Linked DNA regions of Zea mays: region 2 is linked to region 1. The links are chromatin contacts, called in public Hi-C maps. All regions are on one chromosome and are shown on one strand. The core of a region is the stretch at or near the end of the contact, and the rest is flanking DNA. Distances in the headings are between cores, read along the strand shown. Region 1 holds the start of LOC100286130 (DNA-binding protein). Region 2 holds the start of LOC100283864 (gibberellin receptor GID1L2).

Region 1 (3,924 bases), core at 862-3,361:
AATGAAATAGAGGGGTTTCCCCTTCCATCAAAAACATATAATCTAGATACATAGATTACGATAATCCAACAACGTGTTATTATGTGTTTGTATAATTCATAAGCTAAATTATATAACCGTAGAAAGAAACAAACAAAGCTAACTTAGGGCTAACTTAGAATGATGTGCAACTGCAATCCTGCAACAGCGATTCTGGAAATGGACCCCGCCACCCTGGGCACACCTGAGCCTAGAATTGCCCTTGCCGCCGACGCAAGGACGAGCAAGAGCAACAACCCTCGTGAAACCTGGAGCCCCCAAAATATTTCTACTGTATGCCTTGTTCCACAATGTTATAAACACCGGTGAACTCAACCCTGGCGGCCAAAATCCCAACAGCCTCAGGTCAACACTGCCCAAGACGACGCCGTGACGGAGAAAGAGCCGGAGACACATAGGTCCCAATAGCGTCACCACAATCTCTGGCCAGCAACACCAGGGAAGCAAAATCCAACCGAGGTGGAACCAATGAGCTCTATCCGAAACCAGTCACCTTGGGTGTGATTGGTTCATGTTTCTGGATAGCAAAAGATGAAATCCGGCAGCCAGACTTTCCTAGGCCAGGTTTTTGCATGCATAATGCATGACAGTTTGTTTGGATCATTATTTCTATCGTATGACTGGTGAACGTGATGGGTTTGGTATTCTAGTGCCAGTTTGTTTGCTTGCATGATTGAGAAACTGGTCAACAAGATGCACCTTCTTTTGGAACGAAGCAAGTGCCCGCACGCTATCTAAAAGCATGATACAACATACACGAGCGGATCCAGAACAAAATAAGAGCGAGGACACACTTATAAAGACGAGCATCCAAACATCAAAGTGATGTTATCTATACTTGACTGAGCATGGAACCTTATGTAAAATTTTAGACTACACTACTTACAACAAAGAAATGAGCGAGGGCCTGTGCCCTCACTAGGTCCGCCCCTACAATACATTTATCCTTACCGTTCATCACATGAGCTACTAACCATAATATCAACTGCGCTATCAATCGTGGTCAGCTCTTCTGTGCATAGCCTTTATCAGCAACCTACACCTATATCATCGCTCCATCAACTTTTATTTTAGAAATTTTTATTTAAAACGAAACATGACATTTTGTTTAGGAAAAAAAAATCACCTGACCACGTGATGAAGAAAAAAACTACAGAAGTCAAAAAAAGAATGAAAAAAAATGAAAAAGTTACATAGTTCTTAAAAAATGATACTCCCCTGTTTCTTTTTAGTTGTCGTTGGATAGTTCAATTTTGTACTATCCAGCGACAACTAAAACGAAACGGAGGGAGTACAATACTCCTCCCCAACATCGTCCACATTTTCTTCCTAATCTATTTTTCATCTAAATTTAATTGCTCGATCAATTTGTTTACGACCAACGCGTGGGGTTTTTTAAGGCTATCTCTAGCAGGCCCCTATCCCATCCCATATCTCTGTGGTATTTTAGTGCCAGTTTGTTTGACTGTTGAGAAACCAGCCAACAAGATGCACCTTCTTTTGGAAGAAAGCAATGTGTCAGTGGTCGCACACTATATAAAATCTCGATAGAATGCACTCCATCATTACGGTTCGTCACACCGACCATAACATCAACTCCGCTATCGAACATCGTCCGCTCTCAATAAGAAATCTGAAACCCTAACTGATTCCGCGCACACGCGGATGGTCCTGGCCGCTACGGTGGACAGTCCGACCTTAGAGCCGTCCGCACTCAATTTTGGTGCTCAACACTTTATATAAACTATAAATTTTTATAATAGCATAAATAGAAAATACTCTAACTTATATCGTTTACGCTTTCCTAACAATTCTGATTCAGTTTGGAGCCATCCGTATTCCCCACAAACAGACTATCTCCAGCAGAATATTATATTTTATCTTATATCTTATTCCTTATTTTAAATTTATCATATACATATATTTTTCAGTCTAATGAGTCTCACCTTCACCTCACCTCACCTCACCTCACCTCATGCACAGGCCAAGCGGGCGCGCGAGGCTCGCGGGAAACGCAAACGCCAGGCTACGGGCACCGATTTGCACGTGCTGCATCCAACGAACCTGGTTTGATGCCCTTGTCGGCATCGGGGGGCTTCGCCTACCCGCATCACCCACCCTCTCCCCGCTTCCCTATCCCTCACGCAGTCAGGAGATCCCCAATTCCCCATTCACCAATCCCCAGTATTGTAGTAGGGGGAAAAACGAGAGAAAAGAAACAGCAGTAGCGGAGGCAAGACGAAATGGTGGCCGCCGTCGCGTCGCCTTCGTCGGCGGCACCCTCCGCCGGCCGTCCCCATCCGACATACAAGGAGGTAATATAGCCGCTCCCCGTCTCCCTCCTCGGTTCGTTGGAGTGAATATTGAATCTTGCTGCTGCATCTCGATCGATGATTTGGGTTGGATGCGCCCGCAGATGATCATGCAGGCGCTGACGGAGCTGCGGGACCCGAGCGGGTCGAGCCGCAGCGCCATCGCCACCTACATCGCCGACCACTTCTCCGGCCTCCACTCGCGCCACGATGCCCTCCTCTCCGTCCATCTCCGCAGCCTCAAGTCCCATGGCCAACTTCGCCTCGTCTCTGGCAACTACTTCGTCTCCACCGCCGCTCAGCGGCAGGGGCGAGGCTCCAACATCCCGCCCAACCCCAACCCTGCTCCGGGGCAGAAGCGTGGTCGGGGGCGGCCTCGCAAGTACGCAGATTCAGCCCCTTCCGCTTCGATCCCGGCGTTTCAGGACGCCAAGCGAGGGCGTGGACGCCCACGCAAACGCAAGAGCGCCCAGGACCCGGTGGCTTCCTCCCCCTCCCCTTCGCCGCTACAGGGAGCAAGTGTTCCGCCGCCTCCATCTGGGGTCAAGAGGGGGCGTGGACGCCCTCGGAAGGACGCCCTTGTCCCTCCGCCTTCCTCTTCTTCGCCACTGCTGGGAGGGATTGATCCACCGCCTCCATCTGGGATCAAGACGGGCCGTGCACGTCCTCGGAAGGCCCTTGTCCCTGTGCGTTCCTCCTTTTCCGAGCTGCTGGGAGCTGTTGTTCTACCACCTCCGTCTGGGGTCAAGCGTGGCCGCGGACGCCCGCGCAAGAGTGCCTACCCCGCTGTGGCGCCGTTGGTGGGAGCTGAGAAGGGACCTGCTGGTGGACAACCACAGAGGAATACCACTCCTCTCTCACCGACACCTGCTACCATGTCCCACAGTGGTAAGAGTGAGACTGTCCGGCTGCCCAAGGTTGCTGTTGATATCAGTGCTTTGCGTGGTTCCTCCATGAACATATCTGCTTCTAGTAACAGTTTGGTTGGTGCGAAGCGGGGAAGAGGGCGCCCACCTAAGGTTGTGGTTGCTGGGAAAGAGAAGATGCAACCTGAATCTGTGCAGTCCGTGGATGCTTCATTGACTAAGAGAGGGCGTGGGAGGCCCAGAAAGGAGAAGGCATTGGAAAGTGGCCGCATGAAAGCCTCGCAGATGACTGAGGGTCAACGTGAAGCTCTGACTGCAGACCAAGCTGGGGCTGTCCAAAATGAAGTAGAAGATAGGGATTTGCAATCCTTGGGTACTCCTTTGACAGAGAAGAGAGGCCGCGGTCGTCCTAGAAAGAGGCCGTTGGAAATCGAAACTGCAAAAGCAGGGGCTGCTAAGCGTGGGAGGCCAAGAAAGGAGAAGACATCTGAAACTGGGGACTTGAAAGTTGCACAGATGACTGAGGGTCGGCATGAAGCTCTGCCTGCACAAGCTGTAGACCAAACTGGGCCTGTGCAAAATGAAGTTGAAGCTATGATTTTGCAATCCCTTGCTACTACTCCTTTGATGGAGAAGAGGAGTCGTGGGCGACCTAGAAAGAGGCCATTGGAAACTGAAACTGCAGAAACCCAAGTTGCTGCATCGGT
Region 2 (3,924 bases), core at 928-3,427, 610 kb after region 1:
TGCCCAGTGGCGGTCCTGGGCGTTGAGCCGGTCGGAGATCTGCTGGAGCAGGCACGACTGAGTCGCCATGGATTTGGCTTGCGCCTCGGCGAGACTGGGATCGGAGGTGCCGTACATTTTTCGCGCGGCGCGTGTAGTACGCCAGCCCCAGAAGGAACCAAGCCGATACCAATTGTTAGCTATTGCTACTATGGCTACGCTACGGAAGGAATATTGCTTGAGGAAGAAGAAGGTAGGAGAATACACACGTCTTTTCCATAGTTTCCATATCGTGGCAACAACCAGAGTTAATATCCTCTTCTCCCTCTTAGACAGGCTTACATGGACCATATATTCGATAGGTAACAACTGTTGGGCCTGGAGACCCGACGGCCCAAGCCAGATTCGCCCTGCACCTTTCTCGTTCATCTTCCCGTCTTCGGTCTTGCTGCTGCATTCCTTGGCTTGCACAAGCATACGGTCCTTTGCTGCTGACAGCGCGTCGATGGCGACGTTCTTGGACACGACCACCTCCTCCGTTGCTGCATAAACCTCCCGCCTCCATCGATGCTTCCAGCTTTCCGCAACCAACAAAAATTGCACAAAGGACCGACGTCCTTGGACACTAGTACACTACCACATCCTCCTCCTCCATCGCCACAGACCATCGACGCTTCCCACCTTTCCGTAACCAACAAAAAAAACTACACAAAGGACTAAATAACGCGGGAACCCAGAATTCTTCTCGCGCATATCTGTGACACGGCTAGCCTTGAATGCGGGACGTGAAAAAAAGCAGGGGAGGGAAGGAGGCTGTTGGAGTAATAAAAATAGTGTTTCGTCTCCAATATTGGTTTTGGAAAGACTCTGTGTGTGTGTGTTTTTTTTTTTTGAAATGCTCTAATATTGGTTATGGTGTTGTTTGGTTCAGCATTCTAAATGGTAACAGGAATGGAGTTACATACCGCTGGTGATCAATCACCGCACTGATAGCTCTGTGAATCGATACAAATTGTTCTAACAAAAAACGAGACAACGAATTACTCCGTGGACCGACAGCGGATAAAATGGACCAAACCAAACAATCGATTTACTCCGTGAATCGATAGTGGACAAAAAAAAGAAAACTCTTATTTATCGTCTCGGTTTTCATTTATTTATGAAAGCCACGATCCGCTCCTGTAGTGCGACGCCCTGCTCCGAGTCCAGCATGTCGAAGTGGAACGCGTGGCCGACGCCCTTAGACTCGAACAGCTCGACCTCGCCGGCGTAGCCACTGGCCTTGATCTCCCGGTGGTACCACAGCGCGCGCTCCTTGAGCAGGAAGTCGTTCTCGGCCACACACACCAGCACGCGCTGGCACGGGATCCCGGCGGAGGCCTTGCGCGCCGCGTCGTCCACGAACGGGTTCACGCGCGGGTCGTCCAGCCCCACCGTGTCCGAGACCACGAACCGCCAAGTCCGGTCCATGGACGGCCGGATCTCGGGGCCGAACGCCGCCGTCTCGCCGCCCACGGCCTCCCTGCCAGTGAAGTACGGGTGCACTAGGGCGAGCCCGCGGATGGCCACGCCGGCGGCGGAGGCTCGCACGGCCGTGTCGTGCGCGATGTTGGCGCCGGCGCTGCAGCCCGCCAGGAACACGCGGGACAGGTCGGCGTGCTCCAGCAGCCACGGGTCCTCGCCGCCGAGCGTCACCGCCCACCGCAGCGCCGCCCACGCGTCGTCGTACGCGGCGGGCAGCTTGTGCTCCGGCGCGAGGCGGTAGTAGACGGACACGCCGATGGCGCCCGAGCGGGCGACGAGGTCGTTGAGGTAGCCGTGCGTGCCCGGCCGCGCCGGCGAGCCGACCACGAAGCCGCCGCCGTGGAAGTAGACGATCACCGGGATCTTGCCGGTGGCGCCGGGAGGGAGGTAGACGCGCGCGGAGGCGGGGCCGGAGCGGATGTCCTTGGAGACGACGCCGGTGGCCGGGTCCGTGCCGGCGGGGACGGTGGGGGCGCCGCCGGGCCGGTGAATGCGGCCGCTCTTGTACTGGCAGAGGTAGGGCTGGAAGTCGAAGACGACCTCGGAGTCGGGATCCATGGCTGCGGTCGGCGAGGAGGGGTTGGTGGCGGTGGAGTCGCCCATTTGGGTTGGGGGAGGAAATGAGTTGGCTACCTAGCAGTAGCAGTAGTACAACACAGGCACAGCGAGGCGGACGAGATCAGCCGGAGGCCTTTCTCACCAAGATATACAAAGGCTGCACTGCAGTCTGCACTCTGCAGGTGAGGGTTGGTGAGAGTTGACTTGTATACAACGGCACTTCAAAGCGTTTTTTTTTTGTTTTGTTTCCCATGTGGTTCACAAGATTTTCCATTTCTAACTAAAAAAAAGTGTTACCTTCCATTGTGGTTCAGAATATTTTCCATTTCGAAAAAAGCAACATATTATGAATTTCAAAAATGCTACTGACTAAGGGTGGTGTTTTGTTTGTACCTCAGTCTCAATATCTCATTGTTAAAAAAAACAAATATCTATAAACATGTCTTATATGAAAAAATTGAATTATAGAAAACTACTTTAAAATTGTTCCTAGCAGGAAGCCTTGAACTTGAGAGCCATTGCGATCATGTAGAATTTATATTCACCAAATCATATTCAACGACAGTGCCACTTTTCAGATGAACAATTCCGCGGTGCATTGTTCTCCAAGTTCTCTTCTAAAGTGATCAGAAGGGTGCATAAGCTTTACAGTTTACAGTATCTCTCACAAATTGAACGCTAGTGTTTTTCAGCAACTCCGTAAAAGATGGAGCCTATCTCCCAGACATCTACTTCTGGCAACCAGATCAAACAGCAACAGTTTGAAATATGAAAACATGTGAAAATGAATAATCAAACTCATTTATACAATTTGAATAGAATTACCTCCTGATAATAGCTCATACAACATGGGTATAAATACAAATTTATCAGATTGATGCCCCCAAAAAACCTGTAATCTGTTTTGCTTTGTTAGTAATCTATTACAGTATAATAAATGGAATAGAAGATTCACTACCGGAATCGTGTTCTTTGCCGAGTGTCTTAGACACTCGGCAAAGGCTTTGCCGAGTGTAACACTCGACAAAGAATAATCAACAAAGGATTCTGCCAAGTGTCAAAAAGCACTCAACAAATAAAAGCACTCGTCAAATTAAGAATAAAAAATCCAAAAAAACAGCAAAACATTTTTTTAAATTATAGGAACAAACTCTCCGACCCTACCTATCATACTCATCGCCCTATCATTTTCACTATTATTTTGAATCAAATTTACATGTTTTGTAAATGGTGAGATTCGAACTCGCAACCTCTCTCTCGCGTATACCCTCCTATATCACTACACTACTACATCAATTATGTCTATAATAAACCGAGAGTAATTTGATTATTTAAACCACTAAATGAATTCATTTGAAAATGTGACCAACTATAAAGTTGCATATTTTTTTTAAGATCTACAAGTTATATTTTGATAGTTTCTACATCCGAGGCCATTTACAAAATTTGAATTTCAAATTTGAAAACTTCACACAAATTTTTCAACGATAAGATGATTTTTAAAATCAAAAAGTTGTCAATTACAAAGTTTCATTACATTTCAAGACCTACAACTTTTATTTTGGTGGTTTTTCCATCCGAGTTAGTTTGAAAATTTCAAATTTCAAAATTGAAACATAGTTTTGCATGACAAGATGATTTCAAACCAAAACATTGTCAGCTACAAAGTTTCATAAATATTCAATACCTACAAATTTCATGTTGGTGGTTTTTTCGAGATCGTTTTCAAAATTCAAATTTTAATTTTTTTTAAATTCAGACGTAGTTTTCGTTGACAATACGACTTTAAATGAAAAGGTTGCCAACTACAAAATTCTATAACTTATCAAGATCTACAAAATTTATTTTGGTTGTTTGGTCATT

What was found. Hi-C and Micro-C count contacts between places; a contact is called where the count stands out from the background.
Region 2: a Hi-C map of bundle sheath shows a contact between it and region 1, with 2.7 times the contacts expected there. The contact joins the promoter of LOC100283864 here to the promoter of LOC100286130 in region 1. A contact is called at or near these places in 2 of 25 Hi-C or Micro-C datasets (bundle sheath and tassel).

Annotation. Positions count from the first base shown.
Region 1 is chr6:121,212,501-121,216,424 of Zm-B73-REFERENCE-NAM-5.0, forward strand. LOC100286130 (DNA-binding protein) reads left to right here and starts at 2,112. Exons shown (of 2, transcript NM_001159018.2): 1 at 2,112-2,354; 2 at 2,456-3,924. The coding sequence starts at 2,283.
Region 2 is chr6:121,822,833-121,826,756 of Zm-B73-REFERENCE-NAM-5.0, forward strand. It overlaps LOC100283864 (gibberellin receptor GID1L2), which reads right to left and starts at 2,178. Exons shown (of 1, transcript NM_001156762.2): 1 at 926-2,178. The coding sequence starts at 2,106. The coding sequence ends at 1,129.